Linked DNA regions of Mus musculus: all the other regions are linked to region 3. A link is a contact called in public HiChIP or PLAC-seq data. All regions are on one chromosome and are shown on one strand. Each heading gives the region's core, a stretch centred on a gene start, on an enhancer-like site or on the middle of the called end of the contact. The rest is flanking DNA. Distances are from core to core; before and after follow the strand shown.

The links. HiChIP or PLAC-seq counts read pairs in DNA pulled down with a chosen protein or histone mark.
Region 1: a contact with region 3 is called in a CTCF HiChIP or PLAC-seq map of the NIH/3T3 cell line, with 17 read pairs. The contact joins two enhancer-like sites. A contact is called at or near these places in 11 of 39 promoter capture datasets (cranial neural crest, embryonic stem cells, frontonasal cranial neural crest and 5 more), 2 of 15 datasets of contacts at CTCF or cohesin (the NIH/3T3 cell line and stem cell-derived epiblast-like cells), 84 of 484 Hi-C or Micro-C datasets (the AML12 cell line, B cells, the BV-2 cell line and 52 more), 14 of 115 datasets of contacts at active chromatin or transcription factors (craniofacial prominence, embryonic basal ganglia, embryonic fibroblasts and 11 more) and 4 of 9 other capture datasets (adipose tissue, embryonic stem cells, liver and 1 more).
Region 2: a contact with region 3 is called in an HNF4G HiChIP or PLAC-seq map of pancreatic cancer cells. The contact joins two enhancer-like sites. A contact is called at or near these places in 1 of 15 datasets of contacts at CTCF or cohesin (the NIH/3T3 cell line), 8 of 484 Hi-C or Micro-C datasets (the C2C12 cell line, the CH12 cell line, embryonic fibroblasts and 3 more) and 2 of 115 datasets of contacts at active chromatin or transcription factors (embryonic stem cells and pancreatic cancer cells).

Annotation. Positions count from the first base shown.
Region 1 is chr1:90,833,417-90,836,722 of GRCm38.p6, forward strand. The region is part of intron 1 of Col6a3 (collagen, type VI, alpha 3); the gene reads right to left. Among named protein-coding and RNA genes, the nearest start is that of Col6a3, 8.9 kb to the right of the region's middle. Within about 2 kb of position 1,520, at least 58 of the 459 cell types and tissues checked have an H3K27ac peak or open chromatin away from gene starts, as enhancers often do. A contact at or near this core is called in the C3H10T1/2 cell line, the NIH/3T3 cell line, embryonic fibroblasts and 1 more, where this site is marked.
Region 2 is chr1:90,865,434-90,868,928 of GRCm38.p6, forward strand. No RefSeq gene overlaps it. Among named protein-coding and RNA genes, the nearest start is that of Col6a3, 23 kb to the left of the region's middle. Within about 2 kb of position 1,443, at least 17 of the 459 cell types and tissues checked have an H3K27ac peak or open chromatin away from gene starts, as enhancers often do. A contact at or near this core is called in pancreatic cancer cells, where this site is marked.
Region 3 is chr1:90,632,063-90,635,243 of GRCm38.p6, forward strand. No RefSeq gene overlaps it. Among named protein-coding and RNA genes, the nearest start is that of Gm35242, 15 kb to the right of the region's middle. Within about 2 kb of position 1,794, at least 38 of the 459 cell types and tissues checked have an H3K27ac peak or open chromatin away from gene starts, as enhancers often do. A contact at or near this core is called in the C3H10T1/2 cell line, the NIH/3T3 cell line, embryonic fibroblasts and 1 more, where this site is marked.

The DNA.
Region 1 (3,306 bases), core at 270-2,769, 200 kb after region 3:
ATTTGTTTCCTCAGTGTAGTCAGATTGTGGCAACAGTACAAACACCCGGTCCCATTTTCCTGGCTTGGCATGTTCATTGCCTCTTAGACTCAGAAACGCACAGCTCTGAAAAGCAGTCTGTGGTGTTCAGCGCTCTGACTCCACAGTGTGCCCATGTCTTGATGTAACCTAAGTGGTGGTGCTAGGACTCTGCCCACAGCCAGTATGCAAGCCACTGCTGATGGGCTGGTCACCCTCTCACCCTGTCACTACCCCAGCTCCACCCCATTCACTCTATAGAACACTGCCCACCCCATGTTCCACCCTAGACACCTTTCTAAGGTGGCGCACGCCTTTAATACCAGCACTTGGGAGGCAGAGGCAGGCGGATTTCTGAGTTCGAGGCCAGCCTGGTCTACAGGGTGAGTTCCAAGACAGCCAGGGCTATACAGAGAAACTCTGTCTTGAAAAACCAAAAAAAAAAAAAAAAAAAAAAAAAAAAAAAAAAAAAAAAAAAAAGATGTCTGCCTCTTCCTCTCTCCCTCTCCCCCTCTCCCCCTCTCTCCCCTCCCCTCTCTCTCTCTGTGGGGGAGGGGGTGTTTGTGTGTGTTAAATTAACTGATGATGTGAACTCAGGACATTCTACTTTGGTTGGGTTTTCAGATATTTGATGGAGAACCTGCATCTTTCTGGGTCCTCTCCAGACACACAGTCTGTTCCTCCAGAGTCCCTAATGGCTTTGTAATTAGTCTAGAGCTGTATTTTAATGACAGGTCAACATATGTGAAAACTCTGAATGTTTACCACCATTGTGCACCAAACTACATCTCTGAAAGAGCTATGCCCCAGGGACAGAGTGCATTCTTTTGTGACTCTAAACCCAGCTATGCCACAGCCTGCCACAATATTCCATTAGTCTTATGTATCACAACTTCAATCAAAAGATGTGCATGCAGGTCTTCTAGCATTCTAGTTCAATGATTTCAAATATTTAATTCATTCAGGAAATGTGAGGCTTTAAGTAACATTGTGTATGTATGTGTGAGTGGGTGCGTATGTGTGCATGTGTGTGCATGTGCATATGTGTGAATATGTGTGCATGTGTGGAGAGGACAGAGGTCAGTGTTATGTGTTTTCCTCAACTGGTTTCCACCTCATGATTAGAGACAAAATCTCTTCCAGTGAACCCAGCATTCACCGGTTGGACTAGGCTGACCTACAAGCCTCCAGGAATCCTGCCTCTGCCTCCCAGAGACAGGACAACAGGTGTGCACGGCCACACCTGGCTTTTTATGTGGGTCTTGGATACAACTCTGTCCCCAAGCTTGCAAGGCAAGGACTTCACTAGCTGAGCCACTGTCTCATCTTTCGAGGAGCATCTTGTGGGAGAATTAGGATACAAGAATATTCTAGCACCTCGCTATGAGGCAATAGTCGTGGGATCTATGAAAGGGGATAGGTGGGGCCTGAGGTAAGGGCTGTCTGACCACTGTTGAGTCTACATTAAGGACAGGAAATACTCTGCAAGCCACATGGACAGAAAGCTCACTGTGGGTGAGTCATATGGAGTCGTTTTGCTAACGATCCCTGCCCCTCACACAGGGGACTCCTTTGAATACACTAATCCTACCATGTGTTAGTCACATAGTGAGTCACGCTGGAGCAACCCCTAAAGCTCCTTCCTAGCCTTCCATGGTCCCTAAGCGGTGATGCCATGGCTCTGTGAAGATGTTTGAAGCCACCAGCTAATTGAGTTTCTCTAAGGAAATGGCACTCGTGTTATATGAGTGGCCTGAGCATTCATCTCGGAAGAGCAGCTCCCTAGGTACCTGATGGCTCCAAGAGACAAAAGAGACACAGCCCAAATAGAAGCTTTTTTTTCCCCAGACTCCATCCAGATGTTGAGGGAGAGGGGAGGATGGGAGAAGCCCCTTCACCTCTGAGAAGCAGGGCAGGAGCTGATGCCCTGGGTTGAGGTGTCCTTGAGATCCAACAAAGCTGCTGGATCCCCAGGTGTGAAACTGAAAAGAAATTGTCTCCACGGTTTGCTGTCAGGAAATCTAAGCTCTAGGATGTAATGAGCCACACAGTAGAGTTAAGGGTAAATGGAGTCATTAATACATATTCACCCAAGGAGTAGGAGCCCCTTACATCATTGGACTGCATCCTCTCGGTGATGAGCGCAAGAAGCACTTGCAGGAAGGGGAGCTTTTATCGAGATTGCACTAATCTAAAGGTGTCAAGCATCAGCTCCCAGACAGTGCCCTGGATAGCTCTTTTTAATGAGGGGGGACAAAGGTAGCCACACCCTCTCTTCTCCCACTGCCAGTCTCATTACTCTCAGGGAAGAGAGAGAAGTAACCACCAGGCAGAAGAAATCAGCCACTGGGTTTCTATCTTAGAGGCAGGATTTCCCACCTCCTTCCCTGCATCCAGTGGCTGTGCACCGCTCCCACCACTTTAAAGCAGGAAAACTAAAACAGGATGAGGGAAGGTGGTTTGCAGAAGCCACATAGATAAAACAAGATAGGGTCAGCATCCAAACTCAAGTCCACAGCTCCAAGGAAGGAATGAAGCCCAGGAAACAGTACAAGCTAGGCAGGACACTCCCAGAGTCATGGTGCAAGGAAGAACAAATGTCCTTGGTGTTGGTGAATGTCTGGTTCTTTTCTTCCCCATATGAAAACATAAAAGTCAGACTTGGCTGCCTGGGACCCTTGTGCTGGGTGGGGTGGGCTGTCCTTTGTCAGAGACTCTGTGCCCTCAAGGCGACAGACTCAAAAAACCCAAGTACAATATTAACTGTATCCTCCCCTTTCTGGTTAGCATGTCTAAGTGCGCCACTTCTCTGTCTCTTTTTCACAAAGTTGAAGTGTCTTTTCCCATGTGGTTGCTACCCACTTGAGGTCCCAAGAGACTCCTTCTCATCAAGGTTGCCCTACACAGTCTTCAGCTTGCAATCATAAGTGTATCGCACAGACTTTCCCAGGCCATTTTGCAATTCTGTGAAATTAGTTTTCATTAAGCCTCCTCAAAAGCATTTCCATTTTCCATGTTAGGAAATCTTTTTTTCTAAGACACACACACACACACACATGAGGAAATAATTTTGAAACAAAGACTTAAGTGCATCCAGAGCTCCCATTTTGAAGTCTTTCATTTCATTTGTCTCCAGGCAACGCTTTAAGAAGCCAGGCAGCTCTCCTATAGAGTTCTGAAGCCTCCATTAACACCTCACTGTCCCACTTAAACTGGGGCCGCGGCCAGAGCCTCCCTTGGCCTCCCCCCTCCCCATTGTGGAATGAAATCTCAAATTGCAGTAGAGTT
Region 2 (3,495 bases), core at 193-2,692, 230 kb after region 3:
GTCTGTACAAAGTATCCTACTTACATCCCTGTTGCTGTGGTAAAACATTGACCAAAAGCAACTTAGGGGAGGAACGGGTTTATCCTTCTGGCGCACAGCCTATCTGTAAGGGAAGTCAGGGCAGGAACTCAAGGCAGAAGCCTGAAGGAGGAACTATAGAGGAACACTTACCATCCCAAACCTAGCCAAAGATCATCTCTCTAGGGAATGGTGCTGCCCACAGTGGACTGCCCTCTTCACATCAATTAATAATCAAAACAATCCTACGCAGACAACTTGATAAAGACAATCAATTATTGGCTTGAGATTCCTTTTTCAGGTGATCCTAGGCTATGGCAAGTTGACATTTAACTCTATTGAAGACACCACACACATTACAATATAAAAATTTTTAGTGATAAGCGCATAAACAAAATATGACAGTTATATGATAGTAACCATCTATAAGAAAGAGAATCCTATGACTTGGGTGGATTTTGAAAACCTCATGCCGAGCAAGCCAGCAAGCAGCGCTCCTCCATGACTACTGCTTCAGTTCCTGCCTCCAGCTTCCTGCCTTAGTTGCTGCCCTCACTTGCTTCAATGATGAACTATGATGTGAACATGTAAGCAAAATAAACCCTTTCTTCCCCAACCTCCCCTGAAAACCTCATGCTGAGTGATAGAAGCCAGGAACGAAAGGTTATACAGTGTAAGATACCATCTGTACTCATTGTCTGAGAAGGAAAATCCTTTGTCTGATAAGGGACAAACAAATGCATGGTCACATAGTACTAGAAGGCAGGGAAAGAGAATACAGTGAGATGGGATAGGTCAGAGAAATGAGAGGACACATGTCATGTGCATCACCTAGCAGTGGAGAAGCATGGAGGAGCTGCAAGACAGACACATGCATGCCCAAGAGAGGGCACATGCATGCCCAGGAGGGGGCACATGCATGCCTAGGAGAGGGCTCAGATATGACACCGGCCACCTACTCCTGAGTTCCCTTTATGGCCAAATGAGAATAACACCAATATGCTGGTTTCACAGGGTTACCATGAAGACCAATAAAGAGGAGTAAGTAGAAATGTTTTAAACACCATAGAGTGCTCTAGCAGACACAACTTATACAGAGCTTTGGGATGCCAGAGCCACTTGTGCTGTTTTTAGCCTAGAAGGGTTTCCACAGTTGCCTTGTTGGCACCTTGGACAATGCAAGTGCCTCTTGCCAGGGCAATGTCATGTCCATGTGGTGCTCCCAGGTGAAGTCTCTCTATGTACTGTGATGAGACCTTGCTCCTAAATAGGACATGATAGCCACGAGACATGACAGCCATGTCAACCCCAGATAATAAACAGAACTGCAGAGGTGAGCGCCCACAGAAAGGAATGGTGACAGGCATAAATGGTTCTGGAGAGAGGACCATCAGTAGCTGTGTGGGTGGATGACATAGCAATGAGTAACTGAGGAGAGCCAGGCTCACACATCCCACCCTCCTACTGTGGCCACAGACTGGGGGGGGGGGGGGCAGTGAGGCGTGCCCAACGGCCATTCATAGGAACTGGCACAAGAGTGTTCTGTTCCACCTGCCACCTCAGCCCTCCCTCAGGCACAGTAAATGAGATACTCAGTAAAGGCGTTAGTGAGAGCAGTCACTGATTCATGGTTTATAAGCACCGGTGAAGGGCTTTTTCCATTGGTTTCAGTTACGGATGGCCAAGAAGCTGTAAACAGCAAGTGTCACCATGGGTGAGCCTCCTCCTCACCTCAGCGTTTCCTCAACTCACCTCTCCAGACATGGGCAGGGTCACTGGGGACCTCAAAATTACCCCACCACTTCTCACCTGCACAGCTTGCATCTTTAGCTAGTACTTGGAAGGTACACAAGGCATGTGTCAAATCTGCTGCCAGGATTTTGAGAGATGGTGGGTAGACTGCAGCTCATTTCCTGGAGACACTGAAATGGATCACGTAAGAAGGCCTGTCTTTCCCGTGGTGGGATTGCCAGGCCATTAGCCTGGTTGTATCATTTCTTCATTCATTCATATAACCAAGCCATTCCTTCCTCCCACATACTAGACCCTGACAGGAATGAAAGATACAAATCCCAATGAAACACATGTGGTTCTCAGTGTGTGGGGAAAGCCTTTCAGACTCTTAGGACAGCCTCTATACCTGCTGTCACCTTCACTCTCCCAAGAAGATGAATCCCTCCTAGTACCCTGTACAGAGATGCCCACCAACTGTACTCACTCATGGGTACCAGTCCAGAAGAATCTCACTTGAAGGACCATTCTCACTAAGCTTAGAGCTATTGAGTCTGGCACATGTTACAGCTCTTCACTGTGGTTAATTTAAGACCAAGAGTTTGTGCAACCACACCACTATCTCCTACTACCCCCACGTTCCTCTTTCAGGCTAAGAGAACCCATCTCTCAGAAGCTTCAACAACGGATAGGAAAGCCCATCTTATCCCCTGTCTCAGAAGTCAGTAATTGAGCAATGGACACATGGCCCCAGAAAAGAGCCCAGCACCAAAGGCTGGCAGAAGTGGGGTGCAGAGCATCTTACTGTGTGCTCTAGAGCTTCTGGGCTGCACCCAATGTGAACCCCTTCCACACTCTCTACCCTCTCCTGTGGCTCACCCTCCTTACCATTGCCTCCCACTGGGTCAGTCATTGGCAAGAGAACCTGCTACTAGCTCTGTTTCCAGACCTAAGATAAAGTGGGCCAGAGGTCTGAACCAAATCCCAGATGCATACGTTGTCTGGCCAAGGTCTCCACCTTCCCAGGTTGCAGTGTTCTGTAGCATAAGCTTGATAGTAGCACTTGCCTGAAAGGGTGCTCCACAGACAGACTGAATATGGTACCACAGTAAAGTGGGTGGACCCACAAAGGTGTCTAAAGGTGCCACTCATTCTTCAAGACAGCGATGAGCAGGTAGTTAGCCTTGAGCTGCTTATCAGACAGGACTTCACAAAACAAGAGTCTGCAACTTCTAGAATCCTCCAAATGGTTATACCTCAGTCCTCTAGGACCTACAGGATGTCGTCTTTGCTGGCTAAGATGGAGCAGGACAAAGGGTGGACTGCTTTTCCCCATAATCACAGGATTCATATCCAAGTTCCCTGAGGGCAACTGAGCCCATTGTCATACCATGAGGTGGTACTAGCCACCCTCAGGAAACCATTGCTTCTTCATACCCTCTGCCTTTGGCATCCAGAAGAAATGGCATGTGACACTGACTCTCAGAGCCTCTCGGAGCATGACAATTTCCAAGGTGCCCCTTAGAGGTGGGGTGCACACCTCCCACACCCACATTCCAATCTCCATCTCTATGTCAAACAGAGGCAGAGGGCCCCATCAGCTGACACTGTGGAAGTATCTCCTGCCAACACTTTCAGGGTTGTTCAGGCCAGGCTGTAAAACATACCTAACAAAGACCATTTTTACAGACTGATGCTCCAGGCAAGAATCTTGCCTAACTTTCAAAAGCAATGACCCCCTCCTAA
Region 3 (3,181 bases), core at 544-3,043:
GCAGGTGCTCACGAGAGTTTTCTTCATTTCTTCTGGAATACGCCATCTCTTTCTTCCTTTCATTTCCCCTCCCCTGATTCCTTCAGGGCTTTCTTTGTCTAGAACGTACTTCTGAAAATACCCTCCAGATCATCGCTAGAGCAAGAGAGGGATTCATTAACAAACTCAGGTGACTGATGAACGCTAATGATCTTCTCGGCGTCTCCTTAGGCCTGGGACGGTTGATACTATCAGGCATCCAGGAGACACCTCTAGACAGCTCTGTGAGGAAGTTTCCATAAAGGTCTGAGAGGGAAGGCCCACTGTGGATGTGGGCAGCACCATCCTCTGGGGCGGGGCCTGGGACTGAATAACAAGAGGTGGCCTGAGCCCCTGCATTCGCCGCACTGCCTTGGATGTGAGCGGGGTGTGACCGGCCACCTCACAATCCACGTGACTGTAGTGTGACGGGCCACCACAGGATTCTGCTGCTATGCTTTCCCATGGTGACTTAGCCATGTCCCATCTTAAACTGTGAGCCGAATAAACCACTCCTCCCTTCAGTCTCTCTCTGTGGAGTGGAGGGGCTTGTTTGGTTACAGTCATGAGAAAAGTAACTTACACGGTGGTAAAGTTAGTTTGGGGATAATTTTCAAAGAACCAGCAGCATTTGGCCTTCCTATTTACCACTGCTGTTATGAAGGAGAAGTAGTCCTCTGTCTGAGCTTGGTCTGGTCCTCTGCCTGGAGACAAAGGCTGATCCAGAAGCTGCTGGGATCCCCGTTCCTTGACAGGCCTGAGCCTGCCCAAGCTGAAATCAGAGACCAGGGTTCCTGGGACCAGAGGATGTAATGAGCCCTCCACTCTCTGCACCTTTGCGTACTTAGACTACTCTGTCCACATATCCCCAATGCACTTGCTTCCTTCTGTTCAGATATCACACACACACACACACACACACACACACACACACACACACACACACACACACCATCACTAGCAATCTCCCTTTCTCCCAGACATTTACCTGTCCAGGTGTCAAGTTACCTTTAAAAATGCCTTCTATAAGCCGGGGTTAGGAAGACACCCCACGCAAGCATGCGCCTCAGCCAGACTCAGGGACCACCCAGTAATTCCACAGACAGAAAGGAGACAGGAGGGTGCTGGGGTCTCACCAGCAGCTCATCTAGCCAGTCAGTGAGGTCCAGGGCCACTGAAAGACACAGTCTCAAAAAGTAAGGCAGAGAGTGATAGAAGACGACCTCAGTGCTAATGTCTGGTTTCCACACATGGATTAGCATGGGGTCTTACACACACACACACACACACACACCATACCATCTCCAGTGATGCTTTTCTACTTGGTCTACTCAGCAGTGCTCATGCATGAGGATCTGGTGTGGTCGTATTTTCTGTAAAGGACATGACACCCATCCTACCGAAATCTGTCAGTAGCAATGGCTCCCCAGCCTGGAGACCCACCCTCCTCTACAGTCAGGTATTCCAGGCCTCCGATGGGGGCCTCAAGGGTTAGCCAGACTCAAGATGCCTGGGCTCCCCTGATCTGCAGAGGGCAGCAGAGGTCCACAGGCAGGGCACAAGGTGCCCCACTGGGTATCCCTGGCCCCACCCTCCCTCTTCACTACCTGTCAAGAATTCCTCTGCTTTTGCTTTTGGTGGCTCCCTGCTCCCTTCCTGTCTTCTGCTGCCCAAGAAAGCACCTGAAACAAGGCCAGCCTGTTGAAGGTTGAACAAACAAGGAGCCTGTGACTCAAGGCAGGGTGAGGTGGCCTCAACATTTGGGCAGATCTGAGCCAAACCACACGGCACCTCCTTCTGGAGACCTGAGTCATGGGGGTGACTGGAAGCTGGCACTTCTCACAGATGGGAAACTGCAGAGGGACATGAGTATTCTGTGGTCTCCGTAAAGGCAAAGCAGATGTCTGACTGACGGAGTGTGTGTGTGTGTGTGTGTGTGTGTGTGTGTGTGTGTAAGCCAATGTGCATGTGTATATGAATGAATGGGGAGAATTATATGTTCATGAGAGTGCGTGTGTATGAGACTCTCTGTACATGTGTATGTGTAAGACAGCCTGTGTTAGGCACACTTGTATGAAGACACTCATGAATCCCTGTTTCCCTCACCCTATATTACCCTCCCTCAAGTGCTTGCTCTGGGAGAGGCTCTGAAACAGGCTCCTTCCATTGACACCTGATGACGTCACTTCTGCAGCCCTAGCTAGCACACTGGCCTGGTTCCACAGACCACCTTGGTTGCCTCCTCCACCCACCTCGCCCTCCTGGGTCTGGCCCTAAGGTTCCACAGAGTCTTCTTCTGTGGACCCCGCCTACTGGTTTACTTGGGCTGTCCTCTGTTACCTCAGGAGATGTTTACAAGAGTCTCAAGTTCTGCTCTCAGCTGGGCACAAGGCTCAGCACTGCCCAGGTCCTGAGGACAAATAGAACAGAGGCAGCAATGAGGGAACTGGCCACTCCTTGTTGACATTCTTGTCCTCTGTGGTGAGGTGGGGACACAGCATGTGTTAAGGGAGGTACAGAAAGCCTGACAGCCCAAGACAGATCATGGGTGTGAGCTGGAAGCCTAGCTGTGTCTGTGCTGAACTGCAGTGTATCCTCCTCTTCCTTCCCCTCCTCCCTCTCCCCATCTTCTCTCTCCTCTCCACTCTTTCCCTCTTCCTCCCTTCTCTCTCTCTTACCCTGTCCTTTTATCCTCCTCCTCCTCCTCCTCCTCCTCCTCCTCCTCCTCCTCCTCCTCCTCCTTCTTCCTCCTCCTCAAGAGCCCATGCTCCATGTTCCCACACTTTCATACCTGACCACCAAACTCAGAGGTCAGAAAGCTGGTCTTTTCCAGCTGGAACCAGCGTGGCTAGAACTCTACATTACTTCCGTTGGATTCTAGCATTCTTGATCTCCTTAATTCTAAGTAGTCTCACAAAATTTTTAAAGAGATTAAGAAAAACATACTGTATTTTGGGTGAATTTCACAGGAAGCCCTGTCTTCAGTTCTGGGTGGGGCTTGCAGGTGATCTGAAGGCACAGGAAGCAGGAATATGAGATATCCTGCCTGGCCCTCACCTGCCTGCACAACTCCTGAAGAAAGCATCCTAGATACTCTGTGAGTCCATCATGGGTGTTCCAGCAGAGCTGAGCATCTGTCCACAGCCTTCCTTCTACCTAAAGT